2 separate regions of the Mus musculus genome follow, and region 1 is linked to region 2. The links are chromatin contacts, called in public HiChIP or PLAC-seq maps. All regions are on one chromosome and are shown on one strand. Each heading gives the region's core, a stretch centred on a gene start, on an enhancer-like site or on the middle of the called end of the contact. The rest is flanking DNA. Distances are from core to core; before and after follow the strand shown.

The links. HiChIP or PLAC-seq counts read pairs in DNA pulled down with a chosen protein or histone mark.
Region 1: an HNF4G HiChIP or PLAC-seq map of pancreatic cancer cells shows a contact between it and region 2. The contact joins two enhancer-like sites.

What each region holds. Positions count from the first base shown.
Region 1 is chr5:36,354,762-36,360,085 of GRCm38.p6, reverse strand. The region is part of intron 1 of Sorcs2 (sortilin-related VPS10 domain containing receptor 2); the gene reads left to right. Among named protein-coding and RNA genes, the nearest start is that of Sorcs2, 41 kb to the left of the region's middle. Within about 2 kb of position 3,090, at least 29 of the 459 cell types and tissues checked have an H3K27ac peak or open chromatin away from gene starts, as enhancers often do. A contact at or near this core is called in pancreatic cancer cells, where this site is marked.
Region 2 is chr5:35,767,970-35,773,139 of GRCm38.p6, reverse strand. The region is part of intron 1 of Ablim2 (actin-binding LIM protein 2); the gene reads right to left. Among named protein-coding and RNA genes, the nearest start is that of Ablim2, 13 kb to the right of the region's middle. Within about 2 kb of position 1,854, at least 34 of the 459 cell types and tissues checked have an H3K27ac peak or open chromatin away from gene starts, as enhancers often do. A contact at or near this core is called in pancreatic cancer cells, where this site is marked.

The DNA.
Region 1 (5,324 bases), core at 1,841-4,340, 590 kb before region 2:
AGCTGTTGCTGGGACCACCCCCCTCCTCAGCCTACCCACTACCCACCCTCTTGTTAAACACTCAAGGAAATCCTTTGGAGCAATTAGGGAAGTGTGGAGCCAACACAGGCTGCCCCAGCAGGCTTCATTCTTGGTGGTGGTGGTGTGGGGGCTGGCAGTGTTGGGAAGGGAACTGGGCACTTTAATATGCAAGACAGAACCACTAGGGTGGCAGGGCCAGGCTGCCCAGTCAGCCTTCTGCCCCTCCTTGGCCAACTGGGTGGGAAGCCAGGGGAGGAGGGGAAACAGTCATGGGAACCCAGGTGGCTGCATGCTCTGGCCCTGTGAACTCAGCAGCTGTAGACAGGTGCTGATGGCCACAGCGGGTCTGAATCCTGTCCCCTGGATGACCTGATGAGCTCTATCTACTGTGAAGAAGGCATGGAAGCTGAGCCGCCTCTTTTTTTTTTTTTTTAAACCTCACTTAGAACCCTAGAGGCACCTAGAGGCAACTCCCTTCCTGTTTGCCATTTGACCCCTGCCCCAGGGTTTCCCAGCGGGGCTTTCCTTTCTGAGAAGGGAACAGAATCACAGCAGCGACCCTGGTCCCACTGAGGTGGGAGGAGGGTGTTTGGCTCCAAACTCCTGACTTCTGAGAGTACATTTCAAGGTCCTGCAGCTCTCTGGTAACTTCATACCATATGGTTGGCATCCTTGGTAAATTTGGTAAACACTGTCAAAAGCTACAGCTGGGCACAGATGCCAGGAGGACATGCCAGCTCCTTCAGTGGCCAGGCTCTCTGTGACCCAGTACAGGCCTCTCAGGTCTGATTTCTGAGCAGTGGGTCAGAACTCTTCACCACCACCTATCTCTTTCCTTGGTGGAACCTGCATTCCTGCCTCTATCCAGAGGCGCCGGGATCTGTGGCTGCCATCATGTGACACTATAGAGCTCTCTCCCCTTCCTCCTTGGTACTCAGAGAAGATGTTTTTTTCCAGGTGTTTCTAGATAAACCATTTCGCTGGCAGCTTGGATGGCAGCCAGTCTTGCCAGTGACTCCAAACCAAGGCACTCTGTTTGAGAGTCAGGCCTTGAAGTACTCATCAGAGGGCTGGTGGGAATGGGAGTGCCTTTGGGCTCTGGACAGGGCACTCTGATAACCTAGAAAGTGTCTTCCCTGACCTTAGTGGGTGGGTCCCTCATGTGTGTCCCTAGAAGCCTGGCACCTGTCCTACCCCAGTGGATGCTCAGGGGGATCAGCAGGCCCACTTAGGGCAGAGCCATCTGCAAAGCTAGGCTGATGTCGGGCAGTGGCAGTGCAGGTATGACCCTGATAAGGTGTTGGGGGGGGGGGACCCTGGTTGCTTTTGAAGCTCCTGCCATCTGTAGCATTCATGCTAGAGTAGGGGTGAGCAGAGACCATGCTGTGTCAGAATGGAGGTGGCATAGCCTCCCTGTTTGGATTTTATCTGGTAGAGCTCGCTTACTAAAGGCTCTAGTATTCCAGAGGAATGAGATCATTACAGGTCTTGAGCGAAAACCCTTGAGCAGATTATCAGAATGAATAAACGCAGTCATATGTGGTCCCAAATATTCCTTTGGAATGTCACAAAACCCATTTCCTCTACACTTGCTCTGTGAATCTGGGGGCTGTGCGCGACCTATGAGACAAAGCTAAGCACACAGAGCCATGAGCCTTCAGCAGGCACTTCCTGTGTGTGCTTTTCTTGGTGCATTTGTGATAGGCACAGAGCTCACAGGCAGCTCGGTGCCCCATTTTGTTATAAATGTGCCTGAGGCTGGAGAAGGACCATGGTCTGGAGGCAGGGGCAGCTGGGCTTTGCTATTCTGGAGGACATGGCCAAGTCATGGACTTTGACCTTGGAGGACTTTGTGGGAGCACTAGATGGTGATGGGGATTTCCTGTAACTGAGACCAAGCAACCACTGCTGATGGCTCTGTTATCTGACAATGGTGTAACTCTGCCCAGTTATCAGAAGCCCACCTGAAGTGTTTGGAAAACTGGCTCTTCCAGAGAAAGGGCTCCCTGGGAAGGACACCAGAGATAAGGATTGCTCACTTATCTGAGAACTGAGCTCTGTCCCTCACAGGAGGCCTAGGCACCAGGATAAGTTCTCAAGGTTTGCCTAGGGCCGGTTCAGCAGCCCTCTGTAGTCACCAGCCAAGGAACGTCCCCAAACCAGGCACCTTCTCTAAACTGGCAGTTCTGTGATTGTTCAAGTTCTTGGAGGAGCTACATAAGGAGATGGTTCGGGGTGGAGCCTGGCCAGCAGGAGAGTGCTCCTGCTGTAATATTCAACCGGTGGGCTGAAGTGACAGGCCAGGTCTCCCTTCTGGTGACATCCAGGAAGATGTGAGACAGTAGGGAGATGCAGATCCCGAAACAGCAACACCAACTGTGCATCCTGTCTGTGCAAGGCTCTTAACATTTCTGGGTCCTCACTTCTTTATCTGTAGAAATGGGGTGATGAGCTCTCCCTGATGCTCCTCACGAGGACTGGAGGCCATGTTCAAAAGAGTCTGGCATGGGAAAAGTAATTGTTCACTGACTGTGTGACCTGGGCTGGCCTCTGGCTAGTCTCAGTCTCTCTCTCTCTGTCTCTCTCTGTGTCTCTCTGTCTCTGTCTCTCTCTCTCTGTCTCTCTCTCTCTGTCTCTGTGTGTTACTCTCTGTCTCTGTCTCTCTGTCTCTGTCTCTCTCTGTCTCTGTCTCTCTTTCTCTTTGTCTCTCTTTCTCTCTGTCTCTCTTTCTCTCTTTCCCTCCCTCTCCCCGACCTCTCATTTCTCATCTGTAATTTTCTTCCTCCAGGCACACAGTTACGTGGGACTTGTAATTTTATAATATTACAAATTTTGCTCTGGTAGAACAACATGCAGCCTTGAGAGGAAGAGCACTGTGGGAGAGGAAGAGCATTGCACCTCACGGCCTTGTGAGTGAGGCAGCTTCTCTGAGGCCAGGCATAAAGGCGGTCACAAGTAGAGCCTGTAGTACTTTGGAGGAAGTAGTCATGACATCATGGGTGTCCCTTGGTTGTCTCCAGCAGCATCAAGGGCCCTTCATGTATACTGCGATCCGTTTTGGCCACAGTGTGTGGGAGTATGCAATGTGCACTGGCCAGAACACCTGTGGTAACAAGCATTTCAGACTTGCAATGACATATAGTGCTGTTAGCTAGTATGACTCATGAAACTGTGGGCTGGCTCTCCTGCCTTCATGGCTTTTGCTTGGTTGGGTCACTGGCTAGGGCTGAGTCCTCCAAAGGCGTTAATAGCTTGCAGCTGCCAGGTCCACTCTCTATGTAGCCTGTTCATGGAGCTCAGCCCTTCTCACATCTCAGTGCCCCACTGAAAACAGAAGCTGGCATGCTGCCGTGCCCCCTTACAGCAGGTCACAGAGCAGCTTGGACCTGCTGCCTTCTTACATGCCAAACTGTCACATGTGACCTCTCGTAGGGCTAAGCATCATCACCTTGAAGCCTCACACATATGATGGGAGATGGGTCTTATGCGGTCCCATTTTACAGTTGTGGAAATGGAGGAGCAGAGGAGTATGTGATAAGGCCAGACTCAGGTGGAGAGCCGTTTCCTCTCCTGCAGTAGGGATGCGTGTGTCTCGGATGAGAGGGATGCTGAGACCCTGATTGTTCCTCTCTAGTGAGAGCAGCTTTTTAAGAAGTACAGAGCACGGCCCAGGGTGCACAGGCCTGTATTCTCAGCAGGTGAAGTAAAATATATCTTCTACAAGGGAGGGGCTGCAAGCATTTGGTTCCTCAGGAGTCACATCTCTGCATCACTGTGGTTAATAGGCTGTGGTGTTCCCGATCCAAGTTCCTATGGATCCTTGGTCCTTCACAGTGGGAATTCTCAGCACTCCTGGTGGGATTTCAAGAGTCCCCTACTCTAGCCAGTGCATAGAAAGTCTCCATAAAAACAGTCTGTACATTCCCCTGTCTCCATAGAGACCTCCCAGGGTTTATGTCCCAGAGCTATGTCTTGGATCCTGTGGAATGGCATCTTCATGATGACCCTTGATAGTCTGCAGGTCTCCTGGGCTGAAAGGCAGCTGGGGTGCATGTTTGTATCAGTGGAAGAAAGGATGGGGTAGCGGGCACCAGGATGCTCATGGTGTGTGTGCCCTGTGCTGCATAGAGGCCAGCACCATAGCCAGCGGGAACAGCGGGTTCTCTCTGCTTTGCTGGGGAATGATGGAATCCCAGGCTTCCACCCAAGATAGACAAACACCAGGACACCAGATTAGCTTTGCCTGTGGGAAAGCTAGGGAGTGCTGGGTCAGGAGCAATCACAGAGTTCTTAACCCCACAGCTGAGGGCTAAGTGGTTGGAAAAAGACAGAGCTCACTGGACCCCCAGTTTCTTCAGCTGCAAAAGGAGATACAATTCTAGAAAACTAGGAATTAAAAAAAAATACTGAAAAGGAAAAGACCAGAGGTAAAAGCGAGACAGGAATCTTCTTGTCTACAGCCCTGGGCTCCAGAAGAGGGGGGCAGAGTCTTAGGAAGGGTGGTTTTCATTCTAAAGCGTCAGGAATGGTCAGTAAGAACGCTGGCTCTAACCAGACAGGAAGGGAGACAGAGTAGATAAACCTGCAATAGGACAAGGTGGGAAAAATAAACAGAAATTCTAAGGGGGAAACATTGTGTAAATCGATTTTTTGAAATTCTATGCTAGTTTATGCACATCAATAAGGGAGTCTGCTTCTTAGTGGGGCAGGCGTGGAAGGATGGTTAAGGAGCCACAGGCCACTTAATGCCAACCACGGGCCACTTGTAAATTAGCGATCATGACTGTTCAGAATCCATCTCTGGGCAGAAGCCAAATGAGAATGCAAAAAAACAAAGAAAAAAAAAACACCAACCAACCAACCAACCAACCAACCAACCAAACAAACAAAAAACAAAATAAATGGAAACAAACAAAAGAGAGAACAAAAACGCTGGAGTGAACCTCACCAAGCAAAGGCTAGTAACACCTTAGGCACAGCTTGCCCATCTCCTCAAGGGGACCAGGATAAAAAGCAACGAACTCAGCAAGAATGATGGTGGCCACCGGTAGGACATTAGTGTGTTGCAGGGGGTCACATGGGAGCTACACCCTTACAGGAGCAAGCGGCAGCCAGCCGGGTAAATGCAATGTTGGAATTATATCACCAAGACACAGGGCGAGTTCCTGAAGAATGGAGACGAGTAATGAATATCATTATATATTCAATTGCTTTCTATAACCATGAGTATTTGTTACTTGAAATAATCATCTCGTCTAAAAATGTAAACAAGCACTGAGTTAAAAATTAAAAAAAAATGGGTT
Region 2 (5,170 bases), core at 605-3,104:
CCTTAGTCACAGCAGCTCCTGGTACTGTCCTCCCCTCCCTCTGTGGCAGAGCATCTTAAACAGGATGTTGTCCTGTTAGTCCGTATGGCCAGATCAGCAGAATCCTATGCAAAGGGGGTGGAGCTTGTGGAAAATGCAGATCTGGGACTGGCCAGTGGTATCAGCACAGCCTGGGGGGCCCAGGAATCTGCACTGCTGGTGCTTGGAGCATTTGGCTTCTCCTTGTCTTCCTCACCTTCCACCCCTGCTTCAGGCTTGGGTCCTCACTGAACACAGCCTCACAGGAACCCCAGGACTGAGAGGTCTTACAGTGTCTCATCTGAGTGTGGAACCCACAAACACAAAAGACAGACAGCACACCAGGCAGGTGGCACAAATGAAGCCACTCCAGGACATCCTCCTGCAAGGGACCCTTCTCTCACTCCGTCGTCAAGTTCTTATTCGATGGTAAGATACCACCTCCTCCAGGCAACATGCCAGGATTTCATTGAGGTCAGGTTCTACCCACTGCCTCCTTGAAAAGTTCTTCCTCGCCATGTGTAGTTAGTTAGCATCTTGTGCGTCTTCCTCAATGGATGGGGACTTCTGAGGGAGGAATGCCATCCTAGCCAGAGTTGGACACAGAAGTGACTCTGCCAGCATGTCTCAAAACTACTGTACTGACTGTTAGGAGCCAGTTGTCTTAAGGACACTGGGGCAGGGTAGGGGATGCCCCAGCTGAAGAAGGCTAAGGTCTAGGAGCCATGTCTCCTGGCATCTGTCACATCAGCAAATGTCATGTCCTTCTTAGACAATTACCCAGCCAGCTGCCCGATTTAGACAAGTGCCTTGCTAGCTTAAGCAGAGAGCCCTGTATGAGACCCACTGAGTCTCATAGAGTGTCGGGGGGGGGGGGCTCAGAGTCAGAAAAAGGAGATACTCTAGCTTAGAATAAACCACCAGTGGGAAAGAGGCCCCAGAGCCCCTGGTATGGGACAAAAATCACCCCAAGATTCCAACTTATGGTCAGATGCACTTTCCAAGGTGCCAGCCATGGAATCATGGTCCCATTTCAAGTAAAAGGGAGGACTTACCTTTCCTTCCACAGTGAAAGTACCTTTCAGTGTATAATAAATAGTACCACAATGTCCCTGTCTCACAACAGCTGAAAAACAGGAGCCTCTGCCCGAGTGCTGATCTGTCTGTGGGAAGGGGTAGCTGGAGGTGGGAAGGAATCTGGACAGAAGGCTAGCCCAACGCTGAGTGTCACTAGGAAGGTTCCTCCTCGACTCAGTATGCCCACCTGTAAAATGGGTGACGCTTTAGAGGTGAGGTTGTCGCTTTGCTACAGATGGTCCCTATGCCCTCAGCTCACAGGGCAGTTTGCTCCACCCATGAGAGAGACACTGTTAATTATTTCAAATAGGTACCCAACCTCCAGCAGGACAGTGCTACCTGTGTTCAGGGTGGGTCTCCCCTCCCCAGTAAATCCAATCTACAAACTCCCTCCCAGATGTGCACCAGGTGCATCTGCTGGGTCATTCTAGACCCTATCAAGTATTAACCATTACAGATGGTTTCTATCAGATACAGGGCTGCCACCTTCACTGGCTTCAGAACTGGAAAGGCATTGTGGGAGACACACATTCCTGGCCTGCAGGTCTGAACCCCACTGTCCAGCCCTGCCCATCCCATGACCTTAGGCAGATCACACTTCATGTTCAATTGGAACACAATGAATGCAAATAGGAACAGTGACATCACAGGGATTTGTAAGGGTTGGAGGTCATTCCTGCACACGTCCCCAGAGCCCTTAGAAGCTATAAAACCCAGGCATTGATTGCTATGAGATAAAACAATGGGGCCCTGGGGCCCCGCCCCACCCTGGGGCCTCGCCCCACCCCTGTCAGCAGCCTGGGTTCTGAGGTCGCCACACCCGGGGTATATTTAGCTCTCCGCTGAAACACTGCCAGGTGTGAGCATTCCCTCTGACCAAGGACACGGAATTTCAGCAGAGCAGCAATCTCTCATCAGCAACGTGAGGTTTGCTCCTGCACAGAAGCCCCTCTTTCGTTCATAACTGCAGATGAACCCATCACCGGAGATCACAACACGCAAACACGTGGGCCCCTGGACTGGCAGCCTGCCAGGTGTCACTCAGAGCCCAGGCTCTGCCGTGAGTGTAGACTACCAGCCGTGGGTAGGGAAGCCAATGGCTGCTCTCCAGGGAAACATCCTTGAGACCAGTCTGAGCATCATTCACACAGCCTTGAAATGAATCAGCTCTGAGAACCCGAGAAGCAATGAGCTGGGGTAAAGGAAGAGTTCTCATCGCGCCTTTACCTCTTGATGGATTTTCCTCTGACGTAAGACAGCGCTGTGTACAAACACAGATCCTGAACTCTGCATCTGTTGATGACACCGATGCTCAGTCTATTAATCCCTCAGTATCACTTTAACGAGAGTATAATATTCTATCCTTAATCGGAAGTTCTTAGAGTGACCCAGAGATTTCTAGTAGTCCCCAAGGTGCTCTTGGGGCTTATTGAGGTCAAGACCATTTTGCTACTAAGACTAGAAAGTTCTGGACATCAGTTGATGTTATTGTTTGGATATTATGGTGGTTTGAATGAAAATGGCTCCTTAGGTTCATAGGGAGTGGCACAATTGGGAGGTGTGGCCCTGCTGGAGTAGGTGTGGCCTTGTTGGAGGAGACATGTCAGTAAAGGTGGGCTTTGAGGTTTTAGAAGCTCAAGCCAAGCCTAGTGAGTCACTCTCTTCCTACTGCCTGGGGATCCAGATGTAGACCTCTCAGCTAATTCCCCAGCGCCATGTCTGCCTGCAGGCTGCCACGTGATAAAAGACTAAACCTCTGAACTGTAAGCCAGCCCCCATCAAATGTTGTCCTTTGTAAGAGTTGCTGTGGTCCAGAAATAAAACTTTAAGACAGTTACTGAGTGTTCTCAAAAGGAGTATGTGTTGAAGGCTTGACCCCCCTATGAGGAGGAGGAGCCCTTATGAGATGCAGCCTAGAGGGAGGCCCTTGGATCACTGGAGTTAATCATCCATCTTTGTTTCTTGTCCGTAGATGTGATGAAATACTCTGACAAAAGCAACTGAAGGGTTTACTTTTGTCCTGGGCTCAAGGCACAGACCATGCCAGCAGGAGGTGCAGGCAGCAAGAGCTGGACCACAATTAGGAAACACAGAGAGAGAGATGAGCAAACATTAGTGCTCAACTCACTTTCTCCATTTTACCCAGTCCAGGTCATCCCTGTGTAAGGTGGGTCTTCCCACTTCCACTGGCACAGATGATCCCCCACAGGCCCATGTCCCAGGTGATTTTAGATAATTAACAGTAACCATCCGAGCCTCTGAAGCAGACAGTGAGGTCCCAACCTCTCCACTTCTTCTTGCTTCACTCCTGTGAGGTGAGCAGTTTCTCTGCCACATGTGCCCAAGCATCACCATCAACAACATCAGGGAACAGAAAGCAGTGGACCTGCCCAATGAGAGACTGGTACGTCTGAAACCCCAGATCTAGATAGGTACCTTCTTCTATTCATAAGTTAAATGTCCTTGGGTATTTTGTGATAGCAACAGAAAGCTAGCAGAAGATTGTACTAGAAGCTATTGACTGTAACTGTGCTAAGGCAGGTGCTATGGGCCGAGCAAGGGGTCTGGAGGCATCTGGAGGACCAGCTCAGCTACAGGAGAGTCTGCACACTGTTGGAGAAGCTCAGAGAGCAATTCAGGGAGCTCAGAAGATCAGGTTGCTACAGGAAATGTGTACAGTGGAGTCTCTGCTGAGGATAACTCAGATGGAACAGGGATTCTACCCAGAACTGGGCTCTCCCTCGTTATACCTCAGTGAGGAACATGGCTGTATTCGTCAATGTCCTGACAGCCTGTGAGAGGACAGGCTGGTTTATCTGACAGAGACCATGTCATGGCAACACAACAGTCAGGCTCTGGCAAGGGCATCTCTAGCTGGAGCGTGGAAACTGCTGGCTGCATTTCGCCAGATTTACAACAAGAAGGAGGAGCAAAGAGGAGCAAGCAGAGAAAGCTGGAAAGTTCAGCGTGGGCAGAAGGAGCCTGGGAAAAATATTAGCCGGAGGGTATGGCTGCTAACTCCCTGGCATCTTATGCCTGCGGTTCCTGAGAGAGAGGCAAGTGTCTGCAGAGACACCATAGGCACAGAGACCAGACACAAACGAGGCAAAGCTGTCTCAGAGAGCTTCCAGGACAGAATGCTTCCTTGAAAGGGCACCAGGGTGCTCAGTGTGTCTCAGGCCACCTAAGTTGGGCCAACAAGGCACCCAGAAGCCATTGCAGCAGTTGTGGTCCAAGCCAGCCCTGAAACAACCCCTTCTGCTCACAGATCTTGCACTGTCCGTGGGATGCTGGTGTCACAGCAGTGCAGAATGTGGGGTTATGGCTTTCATTGGCATGACAAAGGAAGGCCCAAAAAGACCAGGCCAAAGTTACAGGACTGGAATTCCTGCAAACGGCCCCAGGAGATGCTGAGGGAAGCCACAGATAACATATAAACCCATTGGAGAGAGGCTGTGGGTCACGGCCAACAAGGCTTGGGCTTTTTGGTGGGTTGGTTTTGTTGTTTTTATTTTGAACTTGGACTTCAAAGAAGCACTAGGGCAGGAGAGACTTGTTGGGTCTTGGAAATGGAGGGGTGCAGTGTGCACTCTGAGATTGATATGAGGCTTTGCATCGTGCAGGGACGTTACAATTTGGTTTTTTTAATTTCCCTAAGGCCGCAGTAATGAAGGCTAGGTCCTCAGGTAGCACTATTGGGAGGTGGTGACATAATCTTTAAGAGGTGTGACCAAGGGAAGTCCCAGGCCCCTGGGAATGTGTCCTCCAAGCACACAGTGGGGCCCAGCCTCTTCCTTATCCTCTTTTCCTTTTCTGCCACGAGGTGAGCAGAATTACTCTGCCATGTGCCCCCACCCCAGCAGAGGCTGGAGAGCCCTGGGAGCCCCATGGAGCAGAGCTCACAGAAGCATTTTCAGTTTATAAGTGATTGCTGTAGGTCCTTCCGGTTGGTGACAGGAGCTGACAGTCACCCTCACTGTCTCCAGACTGCAGTGGAGCTTTGCAGAGGCCGCACATGTGATATAGTAATCAACTGATCATGGAACCAGACCTCAGAGTCTGGCCACTGTGAATC